Linked DNA regions of Sus scrofa: region 1 is linked to region 2. The links are chromatin contacts, called in public HiChIP or PLAC-seq maps. All regions are on one chromosome and are shown on one strand. Each heading gives the region's core, a stretch centred on a gene start, on an enhancer-like site or on the middle of the called end of the contact. The rest is flanking DNA. Distances are from core to core; before and after follow the strand shown. Region 1 holds the start of MED9 (mediator of RNA polymerase II transcription subunit 9). Region 2 holds the start of PEMT (phosphatidylethanolamine N-methyltransferase).

Evidence for each region. HiChIP or PLAC-seq counts read pairs in DNA pulled down with a chosen protein or histone mark.
Region 1: a contact with region 2 is called in an H3K27ac HiChIP or PLAC-seq map of skeletal muscle. The contact joins the promoter of MED9 here to the promoter of PEMT in region 2. A contact is called at or near these places in 1 of 5 promoter capture datasets (liver), 2 of 47 Hi-C or Micro-C datasets (both in liver) and 2 of 2 datasets of contacts at active chromatin or transcription factors (alveolar macrophages and skeletal muscle).

The regions. Positions count from the first base shown.
Region 1 is chr12:60,931,928-60,938,669 of Sscrofa11.1, reverse strand. MED9 (mediator of RNA polymerase II transcription subunit 9) reads left to right here and starts at 4,671. Exons shown (of 2, transcript XM_003132045.3): 1 at 4,671-4,992. The coding sequence starts at 4,772.
Region 2 is chr12:60,877,349-60,883,927 of Sscrofa11.1, reverse strand. It overlaps PEMT (phosphatidylethanolamine N-methyltransferase), which reads right to left and starts at 3,561. Exons shown (of 7, transcript NM_214365.1): 1 at 3,552-3,561.

The DNA.
Region 1 (6,742 bases), core at 3,422-5,921, 54 kb before region 2:
TCAACCGTGCTCACCCAGCCCTGAATCTCCCCCGGGGCAGGAAAAGCAGCAACTCGGCTGCCTGTGGATTTGAGTCCTGCCGAGATGCCGGGGAGGAATCTGGGATGGGCTGCAGAGCCCGTTGCCACCGAGTGGCCTGTCCCCTGTGGGTTCTGCTTTCTTCCTCGTGTCTGCATCGCTTGCTGACCCTGGGTCCTGCACCGACAGGCCTCCCCAGGCCCCTGCGTCCCTTCCTGGGGGACCCGCCCGGGACCCTCTGGTGCTGTCCTCTGTGGTTGGGCCTGGAGCGTCCCCCTCCCACCCTGTCTTGGAGCCGATCCTGGGGCAGACTTGGTGCCAGAACACGGTGTGGGGACGGGCTGGGGGTGGTAGCGGTTCCCAGGATCACACGGGGTCCGAGCCAAAGATTCGCAGGAAATGTTTGCGTTCACGGAACCGCATTTGCCAGGACTTGTGAGGAGGGGACAGAAGTGGGGCAGATGCTGCTGGTCCCTGTCAGCGAGGCCCCCGGGGTTCCGGTGGGGCTTGTTGGCCTCTACAGTTTGGGGACATTCTCAATGTCTGCAGTTACGGCCACCTCCTCCCATCCCCAGGGGCCTGGAAACCCAGCCCCGGGCCAGAGCAGGAGGGCCAGCCTCACACGGTGGCCCCTGCTCCCGGCTCTCTGCTGCACACGGATTTTTGGCTATAATCCTGCGGCTGGAGTTGGGACTCACGAGTCAAAGGCTTCCAATGTATCCAATAAGGGAAACAGTAAATTCCAGAAGAGGGGAGGAAGGAAGGGGAGAGAAAGGGTTAACAGGAGGGGTTAAGGCTGAGGCTGCTGGGAAGCAGCTGGTTGACAGAAAAAATCCGGCTAAAAATAATCTGATTAAAAATGATTTAGTGTGGCAATCAGATGATATAAACCACCAGAATAATAACCATTTTAGACAAAAACTGGCTCCTGGAATGATGCCTCTCCTTTTTATGCTGTCAAAGCTGATGGGGGTAGTTCTCGTCGTGGAACCGACTCGTACCCACGAGGATGCGGGTTCGCACCCTGGCTCCGCTCAGTGGGTTAATGATCCAGTGGCACTGTGAGCTGTGGTGTAGGCCGCAGATGCGGCTCGGATCTGGCCTTGTTGTCGCTGTGGTGGAGGCCGGCAGCTAGCCTGGGAACCTCCAAATGCCGCACGTATGGCCCTAAATAGCCAAAAAAAAAAAAACAAAACAAAACAAAAAAACAAAGCTGATGGAGGAGTCTGGAACCAAAAAAAGAGGCTGACAGAAATGTGGTCGGTCACACTTGTGAGCTGAAACGCCCCCAAATGAGGGCTTCTGAAGAATGAAACATTCAAATAAGAGACTTGAGAACGGAGTGTCTTAGGGCAAAGGGGCCGATGGTTGAAAGCCATAAAAAGAAGAAAATCAAAGTGAGCTGGGAGAGAGGAAAGGCGATGCCGGGCTGGACCCGGGGGCGGGCTTTTGTGCGGGGGGGGGGGGGGGGTCAAGTCGTGAGTCGCGGCTGAGGGAGCCTGTTTCTCTCGAGACCTTGGGCCGGAACAGTCAGTGCTGCCTGTTTGGTTTTTTCTTACCGTCAAAGTATCCTGTAGCTTTTCCGACCCGCCTGAGGCTCCAGTTAATGAAAGAAAGGGATGAATCAGGTGGAAGGAAGCAGCTTTGAAGAAAAAGCCCCATCATTCAATGACATGGTCGGATTAGCAACCAGCATGATGTTTAGGTGACAGGGAAGTGACTATCTTGGGGCGTCACAGAGAGGGAACGTAGCAGGAGCATGTCGCTAGATATTCGTGCTGCAGGGCCCCTGAAAGCATCAGAAAGTTCGAGTGGGGGAGCAGCCTGGTTCTTCTGTGTGTTCTCGCAGTAACAATTCGTTGCAGAAGGAGGGTTTGGTTGTGTTTGTTTTTGAGAAATGGAAAAAATGTTAGTAGAAGGTAAAGCTTCCTCAGAGCTTACTACCTGTCAGGCAGGTTGAAGCCCTCTCCCCACATTGACTCAGCCCCCTTAGGGAGGTGTTGTTACAATTCCATTTCGCAGATGAGGAAACTAAGGCAGGAAAGGTTAGATGGGCTGCCCCAGGTCCCACAGTCAGAGAGAACGGAGCCTGGCCTCCCCTGCCTGGCAACGGTTGGTCTTTTTCCTGTTCGCTTCAAGTCCTCTTATGATCTGCTCAGGAGGGAGTTCCCATTGTGGCACAGCAGAAACGAATCTGACTGGTATCTATGAGGACGCAGGTTCGATCCCTGGCCTCGCTCAGTGGATTAAGGATCCGGCGTTGCCATGAGCTGTGGGGTAGGTTGCTGACGCTGATCTGGCATTGCTGCGGCTGTTGTGCAGCTGCAGCTCTGATTGGACTACAGCTGAGGGCAACGCTGGATCCCCAACCCACTGAGCGAGGCCAGGGATCGAACCCCAGTCCCCATGGATCCTAGTCGGGTTTGTAAACCGGATGACGTCAGCGGCTGCTAGAACGCTGAAAGCGACGCAAGTTATCTTCTGCTGGAGATGCTGATACAGCTGCTCCTCTTCGATGCCCCAAGTCCAGGTTTTGTTCACTGGTGAAGGAGCCTGAATTCTGGGTAGTAAGAAGTGGCACCTACTGCCCCTGGGTACTTTTCTAGGTGACTTATGTGTAGTTGTCCAAAGTCACGCAACTTCCAAGAGGCGGGGTGGGCGGCTCCCAGACGTGGGTAGAGCCCCCGTGAGTGCAGCCAGCAGAAAGCCTCCCCTGCAGACGACAGCACCACTCAGTCCTTACACATCAGTGGAGCTTCTGCCCTTTTTTTTTTTCTTCTGACACTTCATGGAGCAGCTCTGAGCAGGCACGCATTTGTGGTCACTTCAGCTTTAATGAAGCCAGCACAGGCAGGATTGTTCTGACATCCGCTTGCAAGGGTCTGAGGTCATCTTTACTCTTTACTTAATTGTATGAACTATTTTCAGGGCAGATCGTCAATGCGTCCTACTGGTTCATGCCTCCTATGTTTTCAATTTATTTTCTTTAGTCATATCTATTTATACCTCAAGTGTTTCTTTTTCTATCTCTCCCTTTTTTTTTTTTTAAAGAGATGTCCTCATTATTCTGCCAACGATAAAGCTGAGGCTGGTGAGGCTGGTGATGAAGCTATAAACACACCGGGGGGGCGGGGGGGATGAGCCATTGCCTTGGGGATATTACTGATGATCATTGGATTCTTCTCAAATTCTGGATAAAAACCTCCCTTTAACATGTTGACTCTCAGAATCATAGAACTGGGAGGGACCCGCGGTCTCCCCTGGGTTGCTGCAGACCATAGGCTTGGGGTCAGACAGCTGTGTGACCCTGGGGCCAGCGTCTTCACACTGATAAAATGGGACACGAACATCCACCTTCCAGAGCTTTCTGCGGTGATTAAGTGAGATGACTCTGCTCTGTCCCCTGTATCTATTTGATGCAGAGTAGCTGTGGTCATTCCTCTTACCGGTACAGCCTCCGTACCTCCCCAGAGGACTCCAGGCACGGAAGCCCCTTCAGTGCCTCTGGTCCTCCTTCCGGTTCTCCACCAGGACCCTGGCACTTCCTTTGGGCGGAGAGGCCCCTGGGCAGCAGTCCTCACCTCCCCCTCCATGCGCTCCCTCAGGGGTTCTCTGGGTAGTTCTTACAAGAAAGCAGTGTTGAGGCCCAAAGCACCCACTCCAAGCCTCCCCAGGACTTGCCTTCACAGACCCCTCTGGATGCATCTAGAAATATTTGCAGTGACGTTTTCCTTAGGACGGCCGCCTTGCTCTTCAATGCTGCTTCTCATCTTGGCACCTGACTGCAGTCTCCTTGTGTCTCTAAAGCTCTGAGGAAGGGCAGGGCTTCCACTCACCAGCGAAGCTCAGAACGTGTGTTCTCATCGCCCAGGAATTTATTACACAGCCAGGGAGGACTTGTCTTGAGGAGCATAACCACAAACCCACCAGAGTTCCCCTGGCTTTGGCCTGAGATCCCAGGGAGTGAGTGCCCCTGCAAACGCGAGCTTGGAGGCCGGCCACGTGTGGGAAGGTGGGAAGCAGTTTAGGCTCCTGAACTATATAAGGCTTTTGGGGTGAGGACGCTGAGCCCTGGAGGCTTAAGGAGCTGGGGCCCACAGGTGAGGAGAGTACGTGCCGCTGACTTCTCCTAGGACATGTTTATTCCTGGCACTAACCCCCTTCAGCCTCGTGTGGAAGTTGGGACAACTCCCACCCCTCCCCGCAGGCAGTACAGCAGTCATGGAGAAGATGCATATTAAGTATTGACTTAGTTCGTCGCAGCTTCTTTGTTCCTGCGTCCTTAGGGCGGGCGCAGGGCCTCTCCCCTGAAGGCCTCTGCGCGGGTGGGAACCGTGGGTCCCTCCGCCGGGATTCTCTCCACGCCCGCTGGCCCAGGGCCTGACCCCAGCAGGTGCTGGGCAGGGGCCTCCGCTCTTCAAGAGGCCTTATTTATCTCAAGTCTTCCGCACTTGTTGATTTTGGATCCTCTTTGTAACGCGAATAGGAATAAAATGTTATTTCTGACATATATCTATTTCTATTAACAATTTAGCTGCCTCAACGCACAACCCAAAGCAGGGCACCCTAGCCCGGCCGGCCGCCCGTTGCCTAGTAACGGACGCCCAGGCCCCGCCCCGCGTCCCCGGGCGCGCGCTCCCAGCCTCCCTCTGGGTCCCGCCCCGCGGCGCACGGTGGTGACGTGCAGAGTCCGCGACGCGTTCGGCGCGCTGAGCCGCGGCCCAGCCGACCCGCCGCGGAAACGCGGGGCGCCATGGCTTCAGTGGGGGTGCCCGCCGGCCGGCAGGCCGAGGATGCCCTGCCGCCGCCAACCGAGCCGCCGATGCCCGAAACGAAACCGCTGCCGACGCCGCAGCTGCCGACGCCGGTCTCCGCGCCGCAGCCGCAGCCCGCGCCGAGGCCTCCGTCCCCGGCCGTCGTGAAGGCGGAGGAGAACTGCTCCTTCCTCCCGCTGGTTCACAACGTCATCAAGTGGTAAGAGCCCGGGGTGCCCGCGAGTGCGCCCCCGCTGTCCGTCGCGGGCCGAGCTCCGGGGCGCCGCCGGTCCCGGGGAGGCGGCCTCGCGAAGACCACCGCGAGCCTCCCCCCGAGTTGAGCGGACGCTGAGCTCAGGGCTGCCAGGCCCCGTGCTGGCCGGGCGGAGTCCTCGAAACGAAGCCGACCTGGACACCACGTGCACAGGTGCAGCGTCCCTGTGGCCGGAGCCAGCCAGGCTTCTCGGGGCTGTTTTCTCACACGTAATGAAGGACAGAACGCTCGCTTCGGTGTCTTTTCCAGCAGATGTGGGTCATGTTTCGCGGGTGGCACACTGCTAAGCGCCAGGGGATGTACACTTGAAAGGGCATACGGTTCACGCCCACGTTGCTCACCAGTTAGAAGGAACAGAGTCGTGAACGGGAATAACCCATAACGCGAAGAGATTCTAGGGGTGATGATAAGGCCATGGCAGGGAATGGCCGCTAGACAGCCCGTCGCACTCACAGTTCCCAACAGGATGCCGCAGGGGTGATGTCTCCTTTAGGCCGGTCTTCAGGGGACCCGGTTTTTCAGACTGACCCTTAAAGAGGGGGGAAAACCCCACCAAAATCGCCAGGGTCCCCACATTTGCCCAAATGGTTTTTACTGTTATTTATGTCCCCATGGTAACAAGGTGTAAACCCCTCAGCTTATCACGTCTGTTTAGCCATTAAAACCCAAAACAAAGCAAATTAAAACAATGTTCCTTCTGCTCTAACACTCAGGTGGACCTCAGCATCCTCTTGGATGTTTTGCTGAAATGAAATTGCCGCTCACAACAGTGAAGTGTTGTCAGTGGCCCAGCTTGTTTTGAGTTTAGGTGGAAGAGAGTCACTGCCTGGGACGCTCTGACGCTTCCACCACTTTTCAGACAACTGCAAAGCCTTTTTTTTTCTCACATTAGAACTTGGCTTCGTTTGGTGTGAACATACTGTTTATCTGGTGAGGCCGACTCTTCTCGTGAGCCTGTGATCAGCAAGTAGCACTCGTAGGCAGCAGTGACATAGGAAACCCAACCCACCTGCACGCCCTGCAGTCCCAGGGCGGTGCTGGGTTGGAAGGGCGTTGTCCAGATGAACCCAGATTTATCTGTTCTGGTTTTTGGAAAATTAAAACACACAGTGTACACACTCTGGCATCCTGATAGGACCCTCGGGTTGGGCTGGCCTTAAAGACGGATCCTTGAGGTGCACTAGAGAGAGCATGGGCTGCGAGGTGAGATGGTCTCTCTCTCTTTTTTTTTTTTCTTTTTAGGGCCACACCCGTGGCATATGGAGGTTCCCAGGCTAGGTGTCCAATCGGAGTTACAGCCGCCGGCCTACACCACAGCCACAGCAACTCAGGATCTGCGCCGCATCTGTAACCTACACCGCAGCTCACGGCACAGATCCTTAACCCACTGAGCGAGGCCAGTGGGTTTCTCGTCGGATTCGTTTCCGCTGTGCCACGGTGGGAACTCCGAGATGAGATAGTCTTAATGCTTGCTTGCCTTGTAATCTTGGTAAATACAGAGCCTTTCTAGGCCGTAATTTTTCGTGTCGCTAAGAGGTGAATAATAGCAATGAACCTCAGAGGAGGGCTTCCGAGGTAGCTTTGTAGTGTGCTGGTGGGGCGGCCTCGGTCAAACGGCCTCTCTGAATCTTTTTCTCTCGTGAACCGGGAGCAATAACACCGAAATCGTAAGGTTGTTGTGGGGTGTTCTCAAGAA
Region 2 (6,579 bases), core at 2,312-4,811:
CTCACGTGAAAACACCAAGAGTTTTAAAAACTTCTGTTAGTTTTCTTGTGGCGCAGCAGACGAAGGATCCAGTATGGCCACTGCAATGGCTTGGGCGCTGCGGCAGCACAGGCTCAGTCCCCGGCCTGGGATCCCACACGCCACAGATGCAGCCAAAAAAAAAAAAGAACCGCTCGTGCAGACCCATCTCTCCCGGGCCCCGAGATTGGCCTCCGGTGGTTTCCTCCCAAATGGCCGCCAAGTTCAAGCACCCTGCCCCCCAGCAGGAGGACAGCAAGGCAGGGGGGCCTTGGTCGGAGGCTCCTCGCCCAGCAGGGACCTTTAAGCTAAAAACAAAACCAGCTTCTCTCCCAGCTGCAGTGGGCCCAGAAGCTGGTGAAGGGCACCGGGCCCACGCTACACATCAGCACACGTGCGGCTGCTGGACAGGTGGTGCCATGTGACAAAATGACATTTTACATATTGGGGTAAATAAAATACACTGTGAAAAGTAACTTCACCTGGAGTTCCCCTCGTGACGCAGTGGAAATGAATCCGACTGGGAACCATGAGGTTGCGGGTTCAATCCCTGGCTGGGCTCCGTGGGTTAAGGATCTGGCGTTGCCGTGAGCTGTGGTGTAGGTCACAGACACGGCTCAGATCTAGTGTGGCTGGGGCTGTGGTGTAGGCCAGCAGCTACAGCTCCAATTCAACCCCTAGCCTGGGAACCTCCACGTACCATGGGTATGGCCCTAAAATGACAAAAAAAAAAAGTAACTTCGCCAATTTCTTTTGTTTGTTTTTGGCCACAGCATGTTGAAGTTCCTGGGCCAGGATTCAAACCAGCGACACAGCAGCAACCTGAGCCGTGGCAGTGACCATATCGGAGCCTTAACCTGCTTAGCCACCAGGGAACCCCGTGACTTCCTCTTTTTAAACCGCGGCCAGTAAAGGAACTTCTAAACGGGACCCATTACTCCCCATCACACAGACAGCGCTGGCCCGGCCGGGCTGTCCCCCGGCTCAGGCGCCTGGGGGTGGGGTGGGGGGGAGAAAGCTTCCCGCTCAGTCAGGCTGGGAAGGACAGCTTTCAAACCCAGAGACCGCGCCTGAGGAGGAGGGAGAGCTGCCACGTACACCACAGAGCACTGGATGTTGTTGGCAACAAGAAGCTTAACTGTACCCACGAGGGCAGCAAGGAAAAATGGAATGTTAGCTGGGGTCACCCTGACCTGTCCCCCAGCAGGATGCCAGCCCTCTCCAAGTGCACAGCCACCCCACCCCACCCCCTGGGGCAGGGGGGGCAGGAAGGGAGAAAGAACAGCAAAGGCCTCCCCCACACCCGGGAAATGCCCCCTGGCCCCAGCCACGCCCACCCCCACCTTCCAGGTCCAGAGCACAGGCCTCCTTCAGATCCGGGGGCAGGACCCCAACCCTGCAGCTGGGCCCACCCCAGTGAACAGGGACCCCTCCCCCAGGCAGGAACGCTGAGGGTCCCCTTTGCCACCCTAAGCGCCCTTCAGCTGAGACCTGCTGTGGCTCCTGCCACCAACCCCGCGCGTCCAGGGAGCTAATGGCCATTTACGTGTAGGAGCTAAGGATCAATGGTTGGGGCGGATGGATCCCTGGCGCTGGGCCCACACCCGCCAGGCGGCCGCCTCTGAAGGTGGCTGAGCTGGGCGCTGTGCCCCAGCGCCCTCTGAGTTCCACCTCAGCAGCTCACTGAAATAATGTCTCTTCCTCTCTCTGTCCCGCCTGTGCCCCGGGACAGGCCTGCACTCTGGACAGATGCGAGGCTTCACCTGGTTCTCCAACAACACCCCCCTCCGAGGCTTTGCTCTGCTGCTCCCCACCCCGACCCCGCACCTTCCCAATCGGATCTGATCTCAGAGAAGAGGCCCCTGCTCAGAAGGGGAACCGGCGTGTCCGGATCTCAATCCCACCCCCCACCCCCGCACCAGCTCCTCCGAAAAGGCGAGCCAGCCTTATCTCCAACAGAATTTTGTTTCCAGGCTCCCTGGAGTGAAAGGCCAGTGAGAGCCCACCTCCAACACTGAAATGGACGAAGAATGTCACCTGCCCATTCCAGAAAACAAAGAATGTCGCCCCCATCCAGCCACGTGGCCCGAGGGGACTCGGAACGGAGGAAGAACTGGACACTGGCCCTCGACAGTTAAGATGCAAATCTAAGCAAGAATTTCAGGGAGCCCAGGCTCGTGCATTTTCCTGTGCAAAGAAAAGCGCTCGAATCGTGAGTGACGTGTCTGGTTTTTTGGGTGCCTAGCAGTCATCTTTTTTTCTTTATGCAGCAGCTCCTGTGGCACATGGAAGTTCCCAGGCGAGGGGTCTCATCTGAGACGCAGCTGCTGGCCTACCCCACAACCACAGCAACGTGGGATCGGAGCCACACCCGCGACCTATGCTGCAGCTTGCGGCAAGGCTGGACCTCAACCCACTGAGCGAGGCCAGGGGTTCAACCCACATCTTCACAAACACTGTGTCGGTTTTTACCCCGCTAGGCCACCCCAGGAACTCCCAGCAGTCATCTTCTGATGTGGGATTGCCCTGGGGGGGGGGGGGTCCCAGCAAAAACTCCTAGAGATCCCGGCCCCTCCCTTACTTCTCCCGACAGACCCTCAGAGCTGCTGAGGGGCTGCTTCCTGGGCTACAGTCCTCAGTAAGGCCCCCAAATGAAACAGAGCTCAACTCTGAGGTTTTTGTCCCAGGTCTCTGCACCTGGCTCTAAATCGGGACCCGCTGGGCTGGGGACTGGACTGGAGCTGAGACCTCTGGGGACTCCACGGAGGACGCTGACGCTGACAGGTGAAGGAAGTGGCTCAGAGGCGGCTCCGAGCGCGGGCGGGACAGCGCGGGGGCGGCGGGCCCCCGGCACCGGCCCCCCCCGCGCCGCCCCTCTCGTGCGGGTCTCGGAAGAGAAGGGGCTGCTCCAGCGGCTCCGGGCGCCGCCTCCCCGCAAGGGCTCGCGCAGCCCCGCCCCGCCCCGCCCCGTTGCCTGGTAACGGAAGCCCCGCCCCCGGCCCGCCCCGCCCCGTCGCCTGGTAACGGCAGCCCCGCCCCCAGGAGTCGGAGGCAGCGAGGCCAGCCGCGGACCTGGAGGGCCTGGCGAGCCCTCTCCCGCCCAGCGGCCGGCGCGGTCGGTACCTGCCTGAGGTCCAGGTTGCCGAAGCCCCCGCAGCAGTCGGGCGCCGCCCCCGGGTCCCGCATGGTCCTCGCTCGCCGGAGCCCCCGGCCGCGGGCCGCCTTGCAGGGGTTGCCGCGCGGGCCTCGCGGGAGCCCCCGGCCCGCAGAACCGGCCCCCATGGCGGCCCATGAAGCGCCGCCGGCGGGGCGCTTTCCCGATGACCCCCGCTTCCTTGGCCTTCTGGGAAATGTAGTCCCCGTTTCCGCGCAGGGCCGCGCTCCCGGGCTCGCGCAAGCCTCTCGCGGAACCGAGACCTACTACAAATCCCAGGGCCGCGCGCTGCGGCGCCCGCCAGTCCCGCGGCGGCCTCGAGGCCGCCGGGCTCGGTGTCCCCTCGGCCCCCGGCTCCCCACCTGTCCTGCCAACTGACCTGGTGTCCCTGTCCTTGGCCGGCGGCGGGCTAGAGGCCGGCGGCGGCGGGTCGTAGGCTTAAGTAGCGCTCTGCGCAGCCCCTGCGGACCTGGACTTTGGCCGGCTCGGCCCCCCGCCCCTCCTGAGGCTGCCTGTGCCTGGGGGCGGGCACTCCCCGCAGCTCCCGCCCCGCGGTTGGCGACCCTCCTCCACTCCCCCTCGAGCACTCACCGGGGCTGCCCTCGTTGTCGCCTGGGGGAAGAGCGCCTAGCAGGAAAAGCGGGGTGTGTTGGGGGGAGGGGGCTGGGTCGGATGGTCACCGGGGCCCCTGCCCTGGAATGCTTCGGGAAGGTCTCAGAGGGAGGCCTGAGTGCAGGAGGTGCCAGACATGCAAACTGCAGGGGCAGGAAGAGAGACCACCTGTGCAGGTGCCTGGAGACCGGAGGGGTCCTTCTGGAATCCGGAAAAGGCTGGAGTAGTGGTGGACGGGAGATAGGGGGAACGACGGAGTTCGGAAAAGTAGGTGGGGAGTTCCCGTCGCGGCGCAGGGGAAAGGAATCCGACTAGGAATCACGAGGTTGCGGGTTCGATCCCTGGCCTCGCTCAGTGGGTTAGGGATCCGGCGTTGCCGTGAACTGTGGTGTAGGTTGCAGTCGTGGCTTGGATCCCGCGATGCTGTGGCTCTGGCATACGCTGGCGGTACAGCTCCGATTGGACCCCTAGCCTGAGAACCTCCACATGCCGCGGGTGTAGCCCTAAAAAGACAAAAAAAAAAAAAAAAAAGGAAAAGAAAAGTAGGTGGGATTTTGGATGGTTTGGTCCCAAGACAGCCCCTTTGAGCTAGGTGCCATGTACCTGGGAAATGGAGATTCCCTTGTCTGGGATGGGAGCCCAGGCAGCCCCTCTGTAAAGCCAGCTCTCCCTGATTCAAGCCCACTTCTCACCCCTTGGCCCTCAGCACCGGCCGGTCTGGAGCATTTGTGAGCAGACCCGGTGTGCGGGCCCCTGCGGTGGCCTCCGCAGCATCCCTAGGATAGGCAGGCCCACGGTGAGACAGGAAGGACACTGGCCTGGGGGCGAGCACTGGCTCTCGGACTGCAGACAACTTTCGTGTCCTCGAAAGTGAAAAGGAAATACCTGTTGGTAAAACCCATCACGCGGACCAGTGGGAAGTGCTTAACAACCACTGGGCATGACTGGGCTGCGCGCACGGCAGGCGCTGCAGGACCGGTGTGCCCACTGACCACCGCTCGTCATGCTCCCGCTCAGGGAGTCCAGGCAGAACCAGAGCCAATTCTGGGGGGCCTGCCAAGGGGGAAGGGCCCCCAGCCAGCACCACCCACCCAGGCCCGTTTTCTCCCTGCCTACGCCCGTTCTTTTATTAAGCCAGAGAAATTGGGTTTTGTGTGTGGTTTGTCTGGGAACGAAGAAAGGTAAATGTCAGAGGTCACCAGAGCTGATGCAACCGGAAGAGTCCACTGCCATCCCGCACCCCCGCAAGGGGCACACGCTGACCACAAAAGCGAGACCCCGCTTCCAGCGTGAGCACAAAACCTGCCGCCAAAGATATTTGGGGGCAGAAGTGTTCGCCTGGTGCTTTGAACACACCCGGGCCTGAGCTTGCAGGGACGCCACCCAGCCAGCCTCTCTCCCGAGAGTGCTCTGCGGCATCCCCAGCAAACAGAAGAGTCACTTCTGAGGCAGCTGCTGCTCTGGTGGGCAGGATGTTTGCTCCCAAAGTCCCCCTTCCCGAAGCTTTAACAAACAGGGTTATCTCTCTCTGCCCCAGCCTCATAGCTCTTCAGATTCCCGGAGCCATTTATCAGAATGTCTCCTGTCGGCTCCAGGGCAAACATCTCCAGGTGACCTCTCCGCTGGGAGTTTGACCTTTGCTAGAGAGGATCAAAGCCAGCAGCCATTTCTTCTTTGCCTTCTCCAGCTCCCGCCCTCCCTCCCTCCCCTGTGTCACCGGATCTGGCTGCCTGGCTCCCAGCCATCACCAAAAGGGCTTTTATTACTAAAAATGAACATTTATTATTGGGTGGCCTTGGGGAAAACCTACACTTTCCCTACCGCTGAGTCTACTCTCATAAAAGAGGTGCAGAATCTCCGGAGTGAGGCTGCAGTGAGGCTACAGGTGCACCAGACACCCTGCACGCTGCAGGTTCCCGACGGCTGCCTGCCGAGGTCCCCCACCTAGGGAGACTCGCCTGTGAGGGTCCCACGCCTGACACCCATGGACCCTGGGTTTAGGACCCACCCAGCACGGGGCCCAGGAGAGCAGGGTGGTAACTCAGGGACCAGAGTTCCTGGGCAGACACAGGGGGAGGGCTGGGCAGCCAGAGAAACCAGGTCATCAGGAGTTCTTTAAAACCAGGGCCACGATGCCCAGCAGCCCCTCCTCCAGGCAGCCCAACTGCCCCCACCCTGCCCAGGGCAGGTTCAGCAGGAGCCACATGGGAGCTGGGGCAGGGCAGAGCTGCTGGCAAAGAGGAAACCCCTCCATCAGCTGGGGGCTGGTGGGGAGGCCTTTCCAGTGTCCTCTGTTTCTGGACGAAGTGACTCACTGGCACAGTGGTCCAGACCCAGGAAGCGCCAGCAAGTGCCCGGATGTGACAGGTCTCCCTGCCCCCGCCCACCACCCACAGGACCTCCCGCCGGCCTCTTGGCTGTGCCTGGAGTAGCTCGGACACACACTCACCTCAGGACCTTTGCACACGCCGTGTGTTTTCAGACAACAAATCCATCCCCGGGCTGGCGGAAGATGATCCTGTGAGGCCAGCCTGGGCACTCGGGGGTGAAGGGCGCTGAAAAAGCTGAACAAACATTAGCCGTTTGTAGCATGGAACTATCTCGGGGGATTAACATATGTATCTTGGTAGCTGTGAGAAAAGTGAGGGCAGCCTGCCTGGGATTCGATCCCCACAAAACCTCCTCCACTGACAGCAGGACATCCATTCCTATGAGGTTGCGCCGAGCATTTGCCAAAACGCACCCTCTGCCGGCTGTAAAGCAAACCTCAGCAGATTTCAGAGGTGGAGACATTT